2 separate regions of the Oryctolagus cuniculus genome follow, and region 2 is linked to region 1. The links are chromatin contacts, called in public Hi-C maps. All regions are on one chromosome and are shown on one strand. Each heading gives the region's core, a stretch centred on a gene start, on an enhancer-like site or on the middle of the called end of the contact. The rest is flanking DNA. Distances are from core to core; before and after follow the strand shown. Region 1 overlaps PDE4D (phosphodiesterase 4D). Region 2 overlaps PDE4D (phosphodiesterase 4D).

The links. A called contact is a pair of places that touch in the nucleus more often than the background predicts.
Region 2: a Hi-C map of psoas muscle shows a contact between it and region 1, with 10 times the contacts expected there. The contact joins two enhancer-like sites. A contact is called at or near these places in 5 of 6 Hi-C or Micro-C datasets (ear pinna, embryonic fibroblasts, psoas muscle and 2 more).

The regions. Positions count from the first base shown.
Region 1 is chr14:80,159,430-80,166,181 of mOryCun1.1, forward strand. The region is part of intron 4 of PDE4D (phosphodiesterase 4D); the gene reads right to left. Among named protein-coding and RNA genes, the nearest start is that of MIR582, 260 kb to the right of the region's middle. Within about 2 kb of position 5,307, at least 1 of the 8 cell types and tissues checked has an H3K27ac peak or open chromatin away from gene starts, as enhancers often do.
Region 2 is chr14:80,545,428-80,551,344 of mOryCun1.1, forward strand. The region is part of intron 4 of PDE4D (phosphodiesterase 4D); the gene reads right to left. Among named protein-coding and RNA genes, the nearest start is that of MIR582, 120 kb to the left of the region's middle. Within about 2 kb of position 1,509, at least 2 of the 8 cell types and tissues checked have an H3K27ac peak or open chromatin away from gene starts, as enhancers often do.

The sequences.
Region 1 (6,752 bases), core at 4,057-6,556:
TGCCAGCATCCCATATCAGAGTGCTGATTAGGATCTTGGCTACTCTGCTTCTTATCCCATTTCTTGTGATGGACCTGGGAAAGCAGTGGATGGTGGCCCAAGCACTTGGGTCCCTACCACCTACATGGAAGGCTCATATGGAGACTAGGATTCACCATGGTCCTCTCTCTCTCTCTCTTTCCCTTTCTGTCTTTAAAATAAATAAATAAGTAAACAAATAAATCTTTAAAAATAAATAAAACCTATGGCTGGTATCAACCTGGTTCATGGGACATTTCAAGATCTAAGGGGGCCTCTCTGCTGAGCTGCCTGCCTGGTCTGGCCAGGTGTAATCTCTCCTCTCAACCATGTAACCTCCACCCCCCACCCCCCACCCCCAGTCTCTCAGGCTCTGTCTGGAGGGGTGCCCATCCATCCTTACGGATGTCCCTTCCCTAATAAACCTTGCTATTTTACCTCCCACTACTCTCTGTCTCAAGCCTGAATTCTTTCTTGCGCGAAGACAAGAACCCTGCAATTTCTCCGGTAACATTTTTGGCGAGCCAGCCAGGAGTTTGAGAAGACATCGGAGAATAAAAGCTGTCAAACTCCAAATGGTCGTCAGACAACGCTTCCAGCCCATTCCACTGGACGACCTGAGCAGCCCTCTGGACCAAGCAGCACAGTCTTTCCAAGGCCACTGTTGCACACCATAAGACAGGTAGCAAAAGGAAATACCCAAATCCCCCTCGACGCCCACATGCCAGCTTCGAAAAAGTTACAGAAAACGGAACTCCATCCATAATCCCAAAGAAGAATTTTGGGTATACCTCTTGAGGGGGGAATGTTAGGCAGGAAGTTAGGTATGAGCTTATGTGTGTGTGACAAAGGCCTCCAGACTACGTCCAGCATATGCATCTACATCTCAAAGTTATCCGATAATGCTTCAGGGGCAGCCCAGTGTTCGCATCCTGCCCTGCCCCTTCTACCCAATAACCTGCCAGGCGGAGATCCCTGCCCCTTCTGCCTGATAAATTTTCCACAATTTCCCAGATGCAGCCCAGTATCTGCATTTCAAACACCCTGCTCCGGATCCCCATTCTTCAGGGGTCTTGCTCACCCTTCCTCTAAACTCAGGGTGGCACCAGCTAGGCTTCCTCCTGTCTGATACCTTCAAGGGAAAACTCAGATAGGAGCTTCTTAGTATTTACAGCCATAAAATCCTTTGTTTCAGGAGGAGATGTGTGAAGACAAAGATCCACCCCCCCACCCCCAACCGGACTGCGCGCTCAGCCCTCTGCCTCTCTGCTGAGCTGCCCGCCTGGTCTGGCCAGGTGTAATCTCCCCTCTCAACATGTAACCTCACTCCCCCCCCACCCCCCCCAGTCTCTCAGGCTCTGTCTGGAGGGGTGCCCATCCATCCTTACAGATGTCCCTTCCCTAATAAACCTTGCTATTTTACCTCCCACTAAAAAAAAAAAAAAAAAAAAAAAAAAAAAAAAAAATCTAAGGGGTAGTAGTCTCACACTGAATCATACACTGGGCTTTCTCTGATAACCAGGTGGCCAAGGATTCCTCTCTGATAACAATGGTGCTCTAAGGAATTATGATAATCATTATATTACTTGAATTTTCCATGGCTAGATAATATAAGTGCTCAGTGAAATTAGTAGAGAGACTTCATACAGAAAAAGTTCTGTTAACTGGCTCAAATTAACAGTTGCACTTGAATATTTAAATCAATATTTCTTTCTGCATATCTCTGATTTAGAACACAGAATATGTTGGAACCTTGAAGAATTTCAGGTCATTCAGGAATGATATGTTCAAAAATAATGCAATGAAAGCACACTTATAAAGTGGGAAATGCGTCAGTGTTGTCAATAAATCCACTTCTTCTGAATTATCTTCTGGCTTAGGCCATGGAGGACTAAAAAACACTTTTTAAAATACAAATTTGAGGATGTATGGACCTCACTGTCCCACCACTAAAGCCTTTCACTGTTTTAGAGTAAGAGACAAACTCCTCAATAAAGTCCATAAGCCTCTGCGTCAGTTGTACTCTGTCTCCTTCGTGTCCTGATCTCAAATTACAGACTAACTTTTAGCACTCTGCATCCCTACCTCTCCTGCCTTCCTTGATAAATTGCACTGCCCCTACTGTTTCCCACATTCAGGTTTTGCACATGCTGTTCCCAGATAGTCCCCTTTGTATTTACTGCATCCTCTTGTTTCTGCTCCACCATCACCACTACCACCATCATCCTTACCACTATTACCACTGGAACACATATACACATGCACACACACGCACACACACACACACATACACATCTTTGAGTTCTGCTCACTGTTATATCAGAAGAGAAATATTTTCTGACATCTAGATAGACTCAAAAAAGGTAGGTTTCCCTGTTTCAAAATATCCTCACATTTTGTACTTCTACATCATAACACTCTTTTGTTCTTCCATATATTTTTGAACCTTTTAGTTAATGCTCATCTCTTCTTGAAAACTGGGGCCCTGTTTGTTTCTTCTAATCACTATTATCCATCAGTTAGCATGAAACCAGGATACAGTGGATATTAAAACCTGATCATAGTATCAATGGAAAATCAATGACCCAGTCAATCAGTTCGCTCTGCACCCCTTGTGTGTGACACCTGGATAATTCACTGGACAAAGTTCACCCAGAAGGAAGGATAAAGGGAAAGAACTTCTGTGGAGCTCAACTACCTTGCAAGGACTATGCTAACTGCTCTGCATATCTTACCACTGGCAAGTAACCAGCATAGTAGGAACTCAGATTACCTTTACAAGAATCTTAGACTCACATGGGCTTGCTAACTCACCCAGGCACTCACATCCAGAAACAGACAGCAATAGGGTTTTCCTGAAATGTCATAGATTTAGTGGTTTCTTAGGATTTTCTATAAAACGTTGTAGCTACATTTACAATTAGATGAATATTTGCATAATTTGAATTTAGAATGACCCTATGTTAAAGCACAGGAAAGTTTGCTATGGAAATTATGGCAAATGGAATATAACAAAAAGTGAAGATAAATATACAAACTTAAGCAACTTCTTTAGTGCTGAAAAGTTGATGAAGTAATCATCTTACACATGGTATATACTGTATAAGATGAGAAATTCTAATAAAAAAGTTAAGCATGAATTTGGAACTTAAAATGTAATTTCTAGAACTGAAATTTATTTTCATTGTGGAACAGACATTCTATTACTCTCGGACTGTCAATGTGTTCAGAATTTTCTCCTCCAAAATCCTGCCTTGAGTTCAGAAGACTTCTTATTAGGTAATTATTTTCTACAGGCTCAAACTGTTTTCGGTACTTCGGGACTGGGTGCAATGCCCTTTATTCTTCTGCCCATTGGCCCAGGTCAGCATTTCCTGTCACTATTCGCCTCTGCTCACTGGAATGCTGATAGGGCTCCAGGGAAGGAATCAGAGGCAGTACATTTGTCCACTGCCTAACCTGAGACCTCTGGTACTGGTTTCTGTCAAGGTAAAGGAGTGGAGTTCAGCAAGAATTGAAAAAGGACACTCACTGGGTCCTCTTACTCTAATTTTAGTCTCCAGTATTCTCCAACAACACTTATGTAGTACTGTGTGTGCCCAGCCCTCTAGGTACCAAGAATAAAGTAAATAAACTTTCAGATACGGTCCATCCTTGCCTTTGGTGGATTTGCATTCTAAGTGGGGAAGACAGAACTAATGCTATACACATAGAATGACTAGAGGACAACTGTAAAACTTTCACGAGGATTGTTAGAGGCTGAACTGTTTACCTCTAAAACTGCTATGTTGAACTCTTATTGCTTTGTTCCTAAGAATGTGACTCTACAGTCATGCCCCACTCATGACGGGGACACGTCCTGAGAAAGGTGTCCTTAGGTGAGTTCACCTCATGGGGACATTGTAGAATTTATTTATGCCATCATGGTTGTGATGGCACCTGTCTAAACCATCGTATGGGGCCCCCATCATACATCAGGTTTGTCCTTGACTGAAACACTGATTCGAAGCACAGGTCTATACTTGAAGATAGGGTCTTCAAAGAAGTAGTCAAGTTAAAAATGAGTTCGTAGGGTGGGGCCTCATCCAATATGGTAGGTGTCTCTATATGAAAAGGAGGCTAGCGTGCAGACACAGAGAGAAGGAAGAGCCTGTGAAGGTACAGGTAGAAGACGGTCATCTATAAGCCAAGGAGAGAGGCTTCTGAAGAAAACGCCCCGATGATATCCTGACCTCCAGAAGTTCAAGGAGATCCATGTATGTCATGGAAGCTACTGGTCTGTGGTGCTGTGTAATGGCAGTTCCGGCCAATGACTACATGGATATGGATAATGAGGAAAGATCTGAGGGCAAGGACAAACCAGTGTGGGTGGGAACAACTGAGGAAGGCTTTGTGCGGGCACTGGGTGGGAGCTGTGTCCAGGGAAGGGCGGGCAGAGGGATGGTAGAAAACTCAGTGCCCCAAGGTGAGTCACTGGCAACAGTGCCCAACACTTTGAGCTGTTGAAATGTGCTCGTCGTAAATGTTAACACATTTTCTAATAACTTATTTATTCACTCATATTGGATGACTGCAATTTATATTCAACCTAATGCATTCCTATTAAGAGGGCTACACTGACACCCACAGAAACAGAATGTACGTGTTCAAGTCCTGAAATCCTTAGCTATATAAAACTGTTCATACAGGCAAAATGCTACTGAATCCTTGTAAATACAATGTGAGCTGTGCACATAACATGAAAAAAAGAAATAAATTAGAGTTTATTGGCATTCCTCTTATTTATCCAGATTACATATATTTGTTACCAAAAGCTTTAAGAATTTCTCTGAGTGAAGCTTACGCATATACTAATGGTCTTATGTTACCGAAGATTTTACGTATATAGCTTCATAGCTATACAACATATGAAAATATTTTTCTATTTTTAAGTCCCTTTAAAACAAACAAACTGATAGACCAGAAAAAAAAAAAAAAACAAAAACAAAAACAAAAAAAAGCCCTCAACATTGGCCACATCTGTTTCCACTTGGGATTTTCAGAAAATGTTTAATAGCTGCTTTTAAGTGAGTAATTTCCAGCCTGGGAATGGTGAGTGGCTCAGAACTGCAGCCTGCCCATCTAACCAATGCGCATGTGCGATCGAATATTTCATGACCATTCCCTGTGATCTCTTGCCCAGCAACAAGCCTTCTCACCCCTCCCCCATCATCCTGCATAGCTGGTCCCCTCCCTCAGGAAAGAGAGGGGTGTTTGAATGCCAGTGAACAGTCTTACCACATCCGGTAGTGCGTCATTCTCTACCACGCATGTTAGTTTTTATCTTGGTTTTTGTTCGACATTGGGCAGGTGCATTTTCTCTCAGCATTAAAGAAGAAGAATGCCAAAAGTACTTACCTAAAAAACAAAACAGAAGAAAAGGAGGATTAAAGTGAATTCATGGGCACACTTGATTACTCATCAAAGCACTGACGTGGGGGTAAAAACCTCTATAGCACCTAAAGGCGCTGAAGCATGCGACAATTAAGCGAGTAAAGAGTGCACGCAACGCACAGAGCAGGCACACGGTTTTCTGAAGTAGCAAACAAAGGGGTATGTCTTATCACTTTTAAAAATGAAACGTGAAGTAAGGTTTTCCTTTTTAATTTGGTAAACTTGCTTTGTCACAGATGCCCTGCTGGGGAGATGAATTTATTATCTGTATACTTTAACAGGCCTTGTTAACTGTCTACAATCATATTTTCCTCATTCTAAGCTAGAAGACCTTGATTTTAAATCTGACATCCCCTCTAAATCAGAGCTTCAGGGCCAAATCCTCCAAGAACATCATGAAGAATGGAAAGGGACATAGCAGACACTGTGAGGTTAGCGGAGAAACAAAGGCCTTGCTAGCCATTATCTTTCAGACGATGAAGCCACAGGCCCCTTTCATATGGGACACAGTTATGGCAGCACAAGCCCACTTGCTGTGGCTTTGGGCACTACTAACACAGACGACATCAAAGCCAACATAGATGACATAATTAGATCCAGCACACAACAGAGAAAATAATCTTCACACACATTGAGAAAAGGTGCATTTAAATCTGAAATGGCAGTTGTGTATGGGCATGATGTCTTTGTCAGTCTGTAGATCACAGAGAGCTCTCTACACTGGGAAGGCAGAAAATGACCTTGACATTGCGGTAGTGAGTGACAGTTCTGGAACAGGAGGTAGAAGGCACAGACTAAGTGAAGAAACTGTTTACTCTGTCAGTTATCAAAAGCCAAAGAAAAGTTCCTTCAGAAAGAAAGCAATGCTTTCCTCATTCCATCTTTCACAGGTAAGAGCCAAACAAGAGGAGGAGTCCCAGGAGAGAATGGGATGCTGGGGGGAGGAGCAGAAGCAATCTCATTTAGAGAGAAGAGAGACTGTCCACGTGGTGCTGGCCCCCACAGGCGGAGCTGCCCGCCTGGTGCTGCCTGAGGACGTCAGTGAAAGGCTCAGAAGTACAGGCAGGCATTGGTCCCAGGCCTTCAGCCCCTCACAGTCACCTGGCTTCCTGGTAAACACATCGCCTCCCCAGGGCCCACCCGGACCTGTTGAATCAGCACCGCTTGAGGCGGGATGTTAGAATTTCCGTTCTGTCACCAGCTGGGACCACCCTGCACACCTAGTGTCAGGAACCACTTCCTAGAAGGTGTGGCTTCTCTCCTTTTTTCTGTGCTACTTGTCAGAGATCATTGTCCAAGAA
Region 2 (5,917 bases), core at 259-2,758, 380 kb after region 1:
AAAGCGCCAGAGCTGTCCAGAGGTGGAAGGACTACTAATCATACAAACTCCGAGATGGATGCTGAATGGTGAGGACCTGGGGGGACACCAGCTGTCTCGCGCTGCCCCTTGATCCAGACTGCCAGGCTCCAAGACCGTGAGAAAGCAGGCACCTGTAGCGCAGGCAGTCCACGGGGTTCTGTTACGGCAGTGCAAGCAGAGAAAGACGTTTCCCACTTTCACTGTGCACCCCTCCTCCACAGGTGCTTCTCACAGCCTGGACATGTTTATGGACACTGATATCTTTCATTATTCCGACTGTCAGCTCCAACAGGGAAACAGACACTGTTTCTTCTTTTGCAAGTAAACATTCAGTAGTCATTTGCTGGGTGAATGAATGACTGTCAAGATAGACCCCGTGACATTTCCAGATCAGTATGAGCCGAATGCCAAAATTCAGTTTCTTCATCTTCCTCTCATGAAAGCACCATAAAACACAAAAAAGAGAAGCTACTGACGGGGCTGGTGTTGTGGCGTAGCAGGTAAAGCAGCCGCCGGAAATGTTAGCATCCCATATGGGCTCTGGTTCAAGTCCTGGCTGCCTCACCTCTGATCCCACTCCCTGCTAATGGCCTGGGAAAGCAGCGGAAGATGATTCCAAGTATTTGCGCCCCTGCCACCCACATGGGAGACCCGGATGAAGCCATTGTCTCCGGGTTTCAGCCTGGCCCAGCCCTGGCCATTGCTCTCTCTCTGGGGAGGGAGCCAGAGGATGGAAGATCTCTCTCTCTCTCTCTCTCTCTCTCTCTCTCTTTCTCTCTCCCCCTCTCTCTTCCTCTCTCCCTTTCTCCCTCTGCCTTTCTCTTTGTAACCCTGCTTTTCAAAATAAGTAAATATATTTTTAGAAAGACAACATGAATATCTAAAGACAACATAAATATCTAAATCCATTTCACATGATTAGTTAACATGAACATGCATTGTATAACTACATAGAGACAGACATGTGTGAACCAGTTTTCTTTTCTGAGGGGAGAGGGCAAGTTGGTGCTTGGGAAGATTAAAGTTGAAGTTCAATGCCACCTTTGGCAGCTGAGTATGGGAAGGGGAGATCATGATGGCGAGAGAGAGAGAGAGAGAGAGAGAGAGAGATCCTCTGTCAGAGCAGAGACTGGGACCTCACATGGTCAGGAGATGGGCTCCAAGTCCCTCAGGAATTCTTAGAAGCTTTGGAGAGCATACAGGACTTCTCGGGACTTCTCACAATCTGTGCAATGGGGACTTGAGCCAATTTTATCTAGACCTCAGGAAATACGGTGACCCCAGTTGACCCCATGAGGAAAATTTTCCATATCCCACAAACAATAAAAACCTTCACTGACGTTTAATGCGGCAGCAACCAGAAACCGACTTCCTGTTGTCCTCGAGCCGCCACAAGCTCCTGGTCACACACCCAGCGATCCGCTCGGGCACAGAGCAACTGCACAGGACTGGACGTGGAGCCGAAGCGCTGGTGTTCACCATGTAGGAATGCGCCTCGTGTGGCAGCAATTCCTGGAGAACACGACAGGGAGGATTCAGGACTCCCAGAGTAGAAGGAGGGCACAAGAGCGCGTGTTCCTAACTGGGTGTGTCAAGAATGAGAACCCGAAGTGCAGGTTTGGTTGTTAAAATGAGTGAGCAAAGGGAAATGATGGTATTGGAAGAATCAGCAGTGGGGAGGACCGGAAACAGCGACAGCTGACTCGGAGGTGGGGTGGTTGGGTGGCTAAGGACGAAGACCCCAAAGCTTCCTGACCTGTCCTGGGTGACTTCAGGTTTGCTTGTTTTGTTTCTGCTAGGAAATCAGGGGCTGGACCACAGCGGCCAGGAGACAGCTGCTGGACGGTCCGGCATGAATCAGGGGAAGACGGGCAGGTGGCAGCCGGGCCGGGTCACACTCCCTGCCTCCGAGGGTTTGCATCCCAGAGGAAGAGCAGGGCACTCAGAAGTTTACTTCTGGCCCTGTGTCCCCAGGTTCTCCCAGGCCGCCAGCACAGGCCTCGGAGCCCATTGTCTGCTTCCTTCCCCAGGACACAAGGGCTTGGCACGGGATCCGCCTGGCCTCTCGGAAGTGTGGAGCAAACCTTCACGGAAGGCGAGAAGCTGCTCATTGAGTAGTATCTGGAAGGAACGGTGTATAGAACAAGAGAAAACTGAGTCTAGAAATGAGAAAGAAGCTTGGGGCTTCGGTGTAGCAGGCGATGCCACTGCAGCTGCCAGCAGCCCGGAGATGCCAGTGCCGGGTTCAAGTCCTGCCTCTGACTCTCATTCCAGCTGCTTGCTAATGTGCACCCTAGGAGGTGAGGGCTCAAGTACTTGGGTCCCTGCCACCAACATGGGAGATCTGGATTGAGTCCCCAGCTCCTGCCTGAGGTGGGCATTTGGGCTGTGAACTGGTGGACGGGAGCTCCGCTGTCTCTTTTTCTGTCTGGGTGCGTCTTTCTCTCTGTCTGCCTTTCAAATAAAAATTTGACCAAAATTTGAGAAATAATCAACAAAACCAAATGAAGACTCTTCTGCCCCATACAGTCCTGACTGCCTCACAACCTGGGAGACAAGGCTTCAATACAAAGGAAATATTTCCGTAATCAAACTTCGGCGGGGATGGGGGTGGTTGGCACACTGCCTGCATCCCATAACGTCAGCGAACCTGGAACCTGGGATCAAATTCTGCCCATGCTCTCAATCCACCTTCCTGCTCATAAACTCCCTGCCAGAAAGCAGGTGACCCGGGCAATAGTCCAGTCCCTGCCACCCATGTCGAGAGATCTGGATTGAATTCCCAGATGCTGAGTATCTAGGGAGTGAACCAGCACATGGGAGATTTATCTGTGTGTCTGTCTGTTTGTCTCTGTTTGGGTGCCTCCCAAATAAAACAAAAAATATTTTTAAAGAAGAAGCAGTTCCCACAATAGAGCAAATGTGAAAATAGTAACTAAAGACTACCCCCTAGTGGTCAGTTGGGTACACTACACAACTGACCCAAAAAAGCTCAGGGAAAGAAATACAGTGAAAACAAGATCTGTTTAATTTTCCCTTGGTATTAGGGAAAATAATTGGTCATCCTGTACAGTGAATGCAGATACACATAGCAGATGCTCATATTCTTAGTTACTCTTAAAATTTAGATGAGATTTAAGGTGGTCCCAAATGCATGGCCACAGTTTTGTTTTCAATCAAATTATAGAATCAATGTAGAGGGACATTTCTATCGATTATCCACTGGCCGTGAAATAGAACATCTTTTATGGGGCAGGTGATGTGGCAGCAGGTGACACCACCACTTGGGATGCCAGCATCCCATATCGGAGAGCTGGTTAGAACACCAGGCACTCCACTTCCAATCCAGCTTCCTGCTGATGCACCCTGGGAGGCAGAGATGATGGCTCAAGTGTTGGATAGAGTACCAGGCTCCAGGCTTTGGCCTGGCACATCCTTGACTGTGCAGGCACTTGGCAAGTGAATCAGTGGATGGCAGATTCTCTTTCTCTCGCTCGCTTGCTGCATCTTCTGCCCTTTCTGTCATTCCACCTTTCAAATACATACATACACAAATACAGAAATGGTACCATGAAGGAGGTGGTGATTAAGCTCAGTAGTTTGTGCAGTACTCCCTGCAAGGGGCTGTGGGGATGCACATGAGAATGTGTCCCAGGGCCTTTAATACACTGACAAGTCACTGGGGCCACCAATGGGTCCACAAGCAAGGAACACACAAAACACGTGCTCCAGCCATCACAAGCTGCACTGTATAATCAGACAGAGGGAGACAACAGACGGTAATGATTTGGGAACGTAACCATGACAATAGGGCTGCAATCACTACCTGGATGATTCTAGCGATGCTGGAGAAGCAAATGCGTGTCGGGAGAAACCTTCACCAGCGGGACAGGGAAAGGGACAGAGAGCTAACATCCCTTTTGAGCGCGAAGGCAGTGATGCTGCATTTGTGGTCCCTAGATCTGCAGCATTAGCATCACCTGGGAGCTTGCTGGAAAGGCAAATGATTGGAACCACACAGATGGACTAAGTCAGATGGTCCAAGGACCCCTGCTCTGGGGTTGTTCTTGAAAATGGACTTTGTTCTGCGGCCTGGGGTTCCCATGGGTTGATGCTACATCAGTTGAGCATGATGTCCTCCACATTTCCTGAAGTAGAAACATCACACCTGCACAGCTGCCACACATTCACTCACCACTTCAACACGGGCAAGACTGCGGGTGCTGGGAGCCACCCAGGAGGACAGCCATCTTGGGTAACATCACATTTCTTTTTCACAAATTTATTTGAAGGCAGAGAGAGAGAGAGAGACAGATAGAAAGAGATCTTCCATCTGTTGACTGGTTCACTCTTCAAATACTCATACCAGCCAGGGCTGGGCCAGACTGGAGCCAGGAGCCCAGAGCTCAATGTGGCTCTCCCACATGGATTCTAGGGAGCCATGTACTTGAGACATCACCTGCTGCCTCCCAAGGTACATGTTAGCAAGAAGCTACACTTGGAGGGTAACCCAAGTACCATCTTAACTGCTGCACCAAATATAAGGTCTTAAAATAGGAAAGAGAAAACTAGCTATTGAAAACATACCAGCCCTGGCCACTGCAGCCATTTGGGGAGTGAACCAGCATATGGAAGCACGCTCTCTCTCTCTCTCTCTGTAATTCTGCTTTTCAAATAACTACATAAATCTTTTTAAAACATTTAATGAATACACCATCCAACCACAAGACTGAATATATCATAACTACATGCAACACCACAGATAGATCTCACAAACATATTGAACCAAAAGAAATCAAACACAAAAGAGGACATAAAATATGACTTCATCTTTATGAAGCTTAAAAATGGGGGAAGGACTTTAATTTTTAGTATTGAGCCCAAGAGTGACTTCCCTGGGAGATTAATGTCCAGAAGTGAGCTCTGGGGGGCTTCTGGGTGCTGATAGAGCTTTGTTTCTTGATCTAAGTTATGGTGACCTTGGTGTCTTTCTTTTGTGAAAATTCACTGATGTATACCTATATCGTTTGTAACCCTGAACTCTGTATACTTTGATTAAAATTTTTTTAAACAATGGGAATCTCTGTTTGGATTTTCAGCAGTTAGGACATCTTCATTTCCCTGTGGCATTTTCAGATGCGCAGGCTGTTGGGGGTCAGCTCTAGGCAAATGCTGGGTGGCCACAGGCACACCAGCCACTGTGTGAAGAATGCCCAGTGGGCAGCGACGGGCAGCCCTTGTGCTTCTAAGAACTCAGAAGAGGGTCTGGGAATGCTTGGTTTCTGACCATGCTGGCCACTTCACTCTGACCTCAATGTGGCCTCAGTTAGGACAAGGCAAAATGCCAAGAACCAGAGACAAAGGACCATCTCACACATGGCCACTGGTGGTCAGCACCTGCCAGCATGCCTGCCCCACAGCCACTTCGTCAGCCAGGGCCACACTCCAGCTGAAGTCTCTGCCACCATCCCCAACCATGCCCTGCATCCGCATGGAATGCTCCCTTGTCTCTGTCAAGTTCTGACACATCCCGCCTCCTCCTCCTCTCCTTCCTCCTCCTCTTCTTCTCTCCTCCCTCCCCTCCTCCCCCTTTCCCACCTTCTTTCCTTCTCACCAAGACCTTCCTGTCCCATTTCCCTAGCACAGCATCTTTGTTCGCCAGTTCACCGACCCAGCAGTCCTCATCCCTGGCTGCACAACGCTGTCCTTTGGAATTTTATAGACTGATATCGGGGCCCGCGGCACACTGATTCCCTCGCACCTTTACAAGTCCCCCAGCTATGCCACTGAGGCAGGGGAGTGTTGAGAAGTTCCCAGCTTTCTGGCAAATATAAAAGAGCCTCATTTAGGTAGCACCCCTCCCTGAAGCCATATCTGAATATTGCTGGGGTCAGAA